Linked DNA regions of Triticum aestivum: region 1 is linked to region 2. The links are chromatin contacts, called in public Hi-C maps. All regions are on one chromosome and are shown on one strand. The core of a region is the stretch at or near the end of the contact, and the rest is flanking DNA. Distances in the headings are between cores, read along the strand shown.

Region 1 (4,300 bases), core at 1,635-4,134, 190 kb before region 2:
AGATCGGTTGAATCGCGAAGAAATTCGACTATATCAACCGCGTTACTAAACGCTTCCGCTTTCGGTCTACGAGGGTACGTGGACACACTCTCCCCGCTCGTTGCTATGCTTCTCCTAGATAGATCTTGCGCGATCGTAGGAATTTTTTTGAAATACTATGTTCCCGAACAACCCTCCGTGGACTCGCGCAGCCGTTACCCTTCGTGGGTTGAAGTTGAAGTCTTCATCAACGTGGACATACGATAGCACCATCTATCGGAACCACGCCAAAAAATTACCGTGTCCTCGTTGTGTTTGCCTTCTCCAAACCCCTCCTTTACTTACATGTGCAATGTCTTACTTTACCGTTCTATACTCTTAGAATTACATGTGTAGGGTGATGGTTGACTTGCCAGATTTGCTAAAATCTGCCCACAACTAAAATTGGGAAAATGTTAGGTTTTTATTTGGTCAAGTAGTCTAATCACCCCCTCTAGACATACTTTCGATCCTACAATCACTCTAGCAACTCATCATCTATTTTTTACTCCACAATGCCTTCCCTTAGACCCAAGTATGGTGAAGTGTCATATAGTCGACGTTCACATGACATCACTAAAGAAAGCAACAACATACATATTATCAAAATATCGAACGAATACCAAATTCACATGTGGTACACAATGGTTAGATTAAATAGTACACACGATATTCACAATTTTACATTCATCGGTATCACATTTGACAAAAAGTAATATTTATCTCAACTCAATAACAGATATATGAGTACATAACAATTATCTTAATTTAAATTGATAATTGGTGACAACTTTAACATAGGTTCACAAGCTCACGACAGACTTCACGGGTAAGGTCCACATGTTAGTATAAACGAGTAGGGTATGGGTATATTCATGAGTACAAGGCTTGTTGATGGTGCGCTGAAGGTGGATCTTCGGACGACCGTGGATCAGCTTGATATATCTAGGTGCTCTAGGTCATATATGGCATATGCTGCTTTTATTCTTTTGTTCTACTATATTTAAGACAGTGTTGTTTCTACTAAATGAAATCGGAGGGAGAGCCATCTTTATATAAAGAAAAAAAAACTAGCAAATTTTAGCAACAGTTATCTCACAACCATCAGATATGCTCTCAACAAGATAACAGTTTAACTTCGGTTCCATCTGAGCATCCTTCCAGTCGATTCCAAGCAGAAAAAAAGGCAATCGGCGCTGTCCCGAATGATAGCACCAAAACAGGATTTAGCGTTAAAAGGATCAAACCAGCATCAACGTTATTGTAAACCAAATCCATTAGAGGAGTGTGCCAACGAGAAAGAGGATTCTTCACCTGCAGCTGGTAAAGGAGACCCTGGATATAGTACTAGTGCAACATCAGATAAAAGCACTCTGCTAATCACAATGGCATACAAAATCCATGCACATATACACGTACGACTGGTAAAATGTGTTGTGCTCTTTTCAATTATAAAAATAGACTACTCCCTCCGTTCACTTTTATAAGACGTTTTGGACAGATGACATTGCACTATTCTGTGGGCTGTCTGAATTGTCTAGACATCTTATAAAAGTGAACAGAGAGAATACAGCAGTTACACTCGTACGTGTTTGTACCATGCAACACATTTTACTTACCTTTTGCAAATCTTTTTCTTCCCTTCTAAATGAAGCTCAGTAGTAAGTACTCCCTTCACTTTGGGACGAAGGAAGTATCATTTTGCAAAAAAAAAGGTACAGATCATAAAGCAATTGTATCCCAGTGGCTATTGTGGTTAGTTGCAAGTTCAAACCAGCCATTTAGACCTTATTTAGTTGCTCCGTGATCAGCATTCTTTTCTTCTAGGAAAAACATAACCACTTGTTAATAATTTACTAGTAGTAGTACATCAAAATATTTCACCTAGAATCCCAAACGTACCAACAGAAGATCCACATTTTCTGTAACAAATACTACACCATCAATTGGAGTGACGTGGGCAGCGAAAGAAACCTCCAAAGGAGCGTCCTTTTTCACAGGTCGAGGAAGCCGGTGGTGCGCCACACGGCGTTGCGCATGCGCCGGAGGTCGCGCCCCTTCAGCGTCCGCCCAGCGCCCTCCATCACCGACGCCGCCGCCGCGGCCCGGCGCGCGGCCATCTCATGCGGCGGCACCATGAGTTCGTCGTCCTCCAACTCTTCCTCCTCGTCAGCGGCCTCTTGCTCCGCCTCCCGGCGTCGCCTGTCCGCCGTCGCCTTGGACCAGGCGGGCACGGCCACCGGCGCAGACTGGTGGTACGGCTGCGAGCGCGGCTGCTTCTCCCGTCGGGCCGCGGCCGGGATGGCCGCGCTGGGCGAGTGGTTGTCCTCGTCGGCGATGAGCGACGACAGGCCGGCGCCGCCGGACGGGAACGCGCGGGAGGAGAGGGGCCAGCGGTGGCTTCCCCCGGACGGGGACGGCGTGGGCGAGGGCGACGAGGCGGTGGAGGCCGAGGAGAAGGAGGGGGACGACGACCAGACTACGTCGCGCTCGTCGAGCTCGAGCTCCTGGTCGGCAGCGCCGGCGTCATCCGGCTGCTTAATGAAGCCGAGGAAGCGCAGCGACGGGGACACGGTGGAGGCGCCGCGGTCGCGCATGGACATCGGCCCGCTGCGCGCCGTGCTCGTGCTCGATCGAAGCGTGGGTGCGTGCGTGCGGTGGCCGGCCAGTGGCCACTGACCAGCGAGCAGTGTGTTTCAGCGCTGGGACGCCATGCGCGCGCCCCTATTATTGGCGCGCGGCGCGCTCTACTGGTGGTGGTGGCGATCGGCTTCCGGTGCGGGGAGTGAATTATTGGGGCAATGATGATGGCTACGAGGGGGAGGGGCTGCCCTGCCCAGGTGTCGGGGGCTTCCTATGATCGTGTCGTGTGTGTGCCGTGTGTGCCGTGCGAGCGAGAGGGTCTGTGGTGCTCGTGCAACGGTGGCGCTGCGCCTGAAACCGGAGATTTGGCGCGGCCTGGGCCAGAAATCCGGAATCCTTTCTCGCCGGGTCGCTGCCGATCAAAAAGAAGCGACCGCGACCGCTACAGGATACGACATTTCCCATCTGTATATACAGTCGATACAGCAACCGACACGTCATCGGCGGCCACACAGTTAACAAAATGATAGAGGATCGGGCCGCGAGTAAACAACTGGATCTCTTGGGCTCGGGTTTTGGCCGTGTACACTCCGGTTTATTTGTTGTATATCCGATCCCGGGCTACGTCCATGTCTACATGCGTACGCACGAATCGCGGCAGCAATTGACAGGGCACCTACCGGTCGCCATCCCGCCATCACCCGTCCTCCATTGCGGGCAAGGCGAGATGGATGAGAAGGAAAAAAGAGACGTCACGCTCTCACAGTCTCACCTGATAAGAAAATGGTCTGGGCCAGGGGTTCCGTTTCCCTGTCGCAAGTTTGGAGCATACGGAATTGTGTGGAGGTGTATAGCTTACGCTGGCAGTTAAGTGCGTACGTAAGTACAATGCTTGTTTTGCCCTAACGCTGTGCCGTCAGATAATAATCCTATTAAACGTTGCGTTGATGAAAAGTTACTGACGTTCCACAAGAAAATTATGCGGTGTCCTACTTTGGCCGGATGTTTAATGTGGAGCCTAGTCTAAATCCAAGGCTGATAAGGTAGACTAGTCAGGAAAAATGAGCATTTGGCCTTATCAAGTAGGAGTACGTATCAGCTCACATACTATATTCTACCTCAACCTTACATACCGTAGGGGTGTGTTCGGTATTCTGACCTCTCAGCCAGGCTGGTAACGGTCAAATCGACCATTTTCACTTGGCCAGGCTCTCCACGGGCAGAGAAGGGAAACGCGACGTGAAGCTCGTGTGAGCTGGGAGATGGCACAAGCTCACGTGCTTCTTCGAAAAATCGGCGGGGCCAATATTCGGTCACCTCTCGTTGATTGCCTTGCCTATTTAGCCCTCTTTGCCTCACGACCTGAACTCCCGCCACCCCCAGCCTCTTCAATTTGTCCATGTCAAAAAGATTCTTCACCGATGAGCAGGTAAGTGTGTCGCCTTCTTCTTCGTCCGACGATGGTTGACGGTGGCGGTGAGGATGTTCCCAGGAGGCGGGTACTTCAACATTCTTTATTGGAGTAATGAGGACCATGCTTGATACGTGGTGGATTACATGCACTAGTCCACTAACTAAGAAAATAATCCTCGTACTCGTATTTCAAACTTTCATGTGGACTAAACATGGTGAGACCAAGATACATATCCTAGTACTCATATTTCAAAAAGAATGTGTGCATCCTTGGTTCGTGCACAGG
Region 2 (4,448 bases), core at 1,133-3,632:
GGCGGGAACCACTGAAACAGCGAATGAAATAAGACAACATGATCTGTTGCCGGATAGGAGACGTCACATTGTCACAACGAGTAGTGTCAAAAATGATCTTATATTTTGGGACGGAGGGAGCACATTCTAATGTATAGGGTTACCTAAAACGAGCCGTGTGAGCCCTCAAGCAAAGTTTGTGGTACAGTACAGAAGACAATTTCAGGGGAAAAGGGTATTGGATTAAAAATTGTTAGCTGTTACATCTCATGAATTGTCATAATATTTCATGAAATTCCAGAATGTGGCATAAAATAACTCTTGTCTACTAGTCTCAGAACTATTCCATCAAAGTAAGCTGGAAGGAGAAATGACAGCAACACACAACCTGTAGATATAGGTTCACGGGGAGGAAATATCATGAAATCTCCATTCTTCTTGCTCAAAATTCCGATCACACTCAACTTCATTCCTTCCGTGATATATCTACAAGTTTGTGCAATCATGTAAGTTTTCGATGGCTCGATCTACAAAGATACAAACAAACAAAAGGTGTGGATATTCAGGACAAATTTGATTACCCTTCCTCAAGACGGATAAGCTGAGCTTCTTCAGAAGAAAGATTTCTTTCTTGTAGCCAACATTTCAAGGTTGAAGATAGATCGGTACTTCTGCTTGTTGTAACCAAAACATTTTCATCGATCAATGGAACAACTTTCGTGTGGTACCCAGCTTTCACCAAGGCTCTTTTACCTGATTTTGCATCTGTTATGTAGAAATCAGCAGCAAACCTCTGCCGAACTCCACAAAATGTTCAAATGAGAAAAAATAGCATATGTCTGTAGTATCTCACTAGGTACTACAAACCGACAATAACGGCAGAAGCACTATAAAGTTACAAAGGTTGACCCTTGGTGCATTTTGTTGCTTACCAATTATTCTGGAAAAGGAGCTAAAATAATAGGGAATACCCTTGGTGCATAGACTGATAGTATGTTTGTAACACAGTTGTGGTGCGTAGACTAGCTTAAGGCACGATAAGCAGAATACATAATCATTACAGAAAAGAAGCAAAATTGCGATGAGATAGGTGCAAGATGAATGAAGTATGTGTGTGGTACATACAAGGATAAATAATCTCTGCAAATTAGATGTAGATAACCGCAGAGCATTCTTACCTCAGCATGTGTCAATTTCCACCTGGAGCAATTATTTTTAGGATTTGCCACCTCAGAACCCCATCTACCACATTTTCTTAGCAGCGTAGATGTGTATACACAGTTCTCCACCTTCTCATATGAAGAAATCAACGAAATATCACCACATGAAACCAGCTGCACAAAAGAAGGAACATTACAACATATATGAGATTAGCACACCATTCTACTCACATGGTAAATGCACAAGGAAAACAATGCTTGTACCACAGCAATGAATCGGCAAGCCGAGAAACCAAAAGGAACGATCATTAGCCTTTAGTCTTTACATAGAAGTTACTTATGTAAGCTTGGCAAATAAAGTAGGCAGCTCTTTTCCCCTTGCAAGATTATAATATCCAGCCAGCGAAGCTTCTATTCACAGCAATCTAATCTGAGAGAACTAACTTTCAAGATAAGGTCAACGAGCATACACCCATCCAAAAGATTGATGCACCTATACTACACGGCACATGAGTGGGATTGCCACAAGATGCGGAAAGGCTACACGTCGCGCGCATTATACTTCACATATCTTATCTTAGAAATCGATACACTTAGTATACTCCATACAAAATGCGACTGAATTTACTGCCCCACCAAATGGCGGCTCAATTTCGGCAGGCACGAGACTTGAGAACAGAACACTTGTTGGACTTGTTAGATCAATTTCATTGCAATTGCGATCGAGAACAGGTAAAATGCATAAGCAATCGCAAAACGTACGCCGGTAATCTTGACGAGCTGGCCGTCGGCGGCGGCGCGGAGGCTGGAGGCCGGGAGCCCGTCGACGAACCGCCGCAGCACGCGGCCGGAAGCCGCGGCCGCGGCATTCCACAGGAGGAACGCGGACACGGCCGCCGAGAGCACCAGCGCGAGCACGAGCAGCACGGGGCTGCGCACGACGGCGAGGACGAGGACGCCGAGCCCGATCCCCACCGCGAGCAGCGCCGCGACCGCCAAGGCCGCCGGCCTCGGGAACGGCGCGGGCACGGGGCGCCCCGCGTCCCCGGCGGTGGCGCAGAGGTCGTTCAGGGCGGCCGCGTTCGCGCCGGCCTCGGCGTCGGCGGTGGCGCCGCGCCGCTTGCCGTCTTCCCCTCCCGGAAGCATATCTGTCAGCCGCTCGGCTCCCTCCGTTGGCTGCGTGCTCCTACTGTGGTCACTGTTTTGCTCCCTGCCTTTTGACCTTTCCGTCCCCTGCTCTTTCCCCGGTGGTGGGCTTGGCCCTGGTTCTGGCGTGCGGTTTAAGGAAAAGAGGAACCAGCGCGGCGCGCATCTTTACGATGACAGGTGGGGACACGCACACCTCAGTCCCACCTACCAGTCATCGGTACATGCGGTACATTAGAGACGGGCCATGGGGTGATGGTATAGGACTAGAAGATGACGTGTGGGCCCGAATATTGCTCGGCCGCTATGTCAGCGAAGGGTGTAGTGCGGTGCAGTGTGGCTACAGAACTGAGACCACGCTATCAGACTTGGCGTGCTCACTAGTCACATGAGTGTGCTCACTGGACTGAGTGACTGACAGTGAAGCAGTTGGCACCGTACGCTGCCACAATGCGATGATACAGGCATATCAGCTCTCTGACGCGTGGGCCCAGAAGCAGAAGCCTTTTTTATTTTTGCGAAATCCAGAAGCAGAAGCCTGTGGTCACGTATACATATATCTAGGATAATCGCTCTCAGCATATATGGTATTGTACTAATTGCCAGCGGTTGATGACGTGGGAGGGGCTAAGCAGAGGAATTAAGGAACTGTCACAGCTTTTCGTGAGCTCATTATTTAACTCCGTCCAACTCCGACCGATGGGCCCTTGAAGTCACAGGTCTAATCTTTCTGATTCTTTCGAGTTTTTAATTCACGCTTGTCCCTAGGCAGACGGCGACAGAAGAGACACACACCGCAGCAACATGCAGCAGCCGTAAGCGTATTGCTACGGTGATCTGCTCTGCTGCATATTCTGAATCTCTGATCTATTGTACCAGTACACTATACGCCGTACCAGCGGTCAACGCTACAGTAGAGTAGTATACTCCTGTACTCTCACAGACCGTACTTTACAGTATACGATATGCTTTTTTATTATAAAATGGACGGAATCACGCGAGCCTTGGAAAGACCTGGAGATGGGTTGTATTCCTTTCGTCCAGATTTATTGGCCCCTTCTATTTTAATTGTATAAATTTTAGCTATAAATATGAATTGTACTCTTTCCATCCAGAATTACTTGTCGCAGAAACTCCTGCGACAAGCAATTCTGGACGGAGGCAGTATGTCACAAAAGTTATATCCTCGAATGACTCTTTTGAATACAAATCCAATGTCATACTTTCTGTAACATATCCCATATTTTGTTAGCTATGTTGATAGTTTGGCCAAAAATATGAAGGATCCCAATAAATCTGAACGTAGTCAATACTTTTTTCGTCCGGAAATACTTGTCGAATAAATTATTTCTCCGACTAGTATTTGCGGACGGAGGGAATACAAAATTTGATAAGGTTTACATGCAGGGATGGAGCCAAGGAAGACTGTATGACAAGGAGGTGTGGCAAATTATCGTTGCACCAATGTTTGGGAGGGCCTAAACCATTAAAACACAATTTGTTTTCTGTTCTTAAAACGTCATATTAGTATCTCTAAAAATGCTATTGTATATGTGCATACGCTTTCTCTTTCCTCCTCCACAAGAAAAGATCTTCCTCCTCCTCCCGTCGGTGCCGCCATCGGTCCACCACATATTCGATGGCCTTTGGGTCATGTAGGTGCGGAGGACCTCGGCCCCCGCCGGCGGGAGGGACCCGTTCTCGTTATTGTTAGGTTTGGCGTCTTGGTTGGGGTTGTGTCGCAGCGCGTGTCCCTTAGTAGGAATAATGTCTCCCACATTTTATCTCCGTTCCGATGGTGTGTTTAGCTTCGTCGGAGGGCGTGTGGAGGTGTGTCTCCGCCGGATCTCGTGGGATTCAGTCGGTGCTGGTCTTCGCTGGATCCATTTGGATCCGGTCTTCGTTCGTCTTTGTTTGGGTGTTTTCAGGTTTGATCCTTCCGATCTGCAGCTTGCTGGTTTGTTGCTTTATTTATAAAGCGGGGCGAAAGCCTATTTCGAGAATGGTTGTTGCTCTAGTGCGCTAGTCCTATGGGGCCTTAGCACGACGACTTCCCGACTGTCTACTACAGAAGGTTTGTTTGGCTTCGACGAGGGAGGGCGATGACGGCGGCGCGCTTTCAGCTCGCTCTAGTGCTTGTAGTCGTCGCTACATGGTCCATGG

Evidence for each region. A called contact is a pair of places that touch in the nucleus more often than the background predicts.
Region 1: a contact with region 2 is called in a Hi-C map of leaf, with 4 times the contacts expected there. The contact joins the promoter of LOC123054060 here to the promoter of LOC123054059 in region 2. A contact is called at or near these places in 2 of 5 Hi-C or Micro-C datasets (both in leaf).

Annotation. Positions count from the first base shown.
Region 1 is chr2D:495,064,196-495,068,495 of IWGSC CS RefSeq v2.1, reverse strand. It overlaps LOC123054060, which reads right to left and starts at 2,884. Exons shown (of 1, transcript XM_044477724.1): 1 at 1,744-2,884. The coding sequence starts at 2,621. The coding sequence ends at 2,013.
Region 2 is chr2D:494,876,896-494,881,343 of IWGSC CS RefSeq v2.1, reverse strand. LOC123054059 reads right to left here and starts at 2,382. Exons shown (of 4, transcript XM_044477723.1): 1 at 1,902-2,382; 2 at 1,158-1,313; 3 at 561-772; 4 at 200-465. The coding sequence starts at 2,285. The coding sequence ends at 267.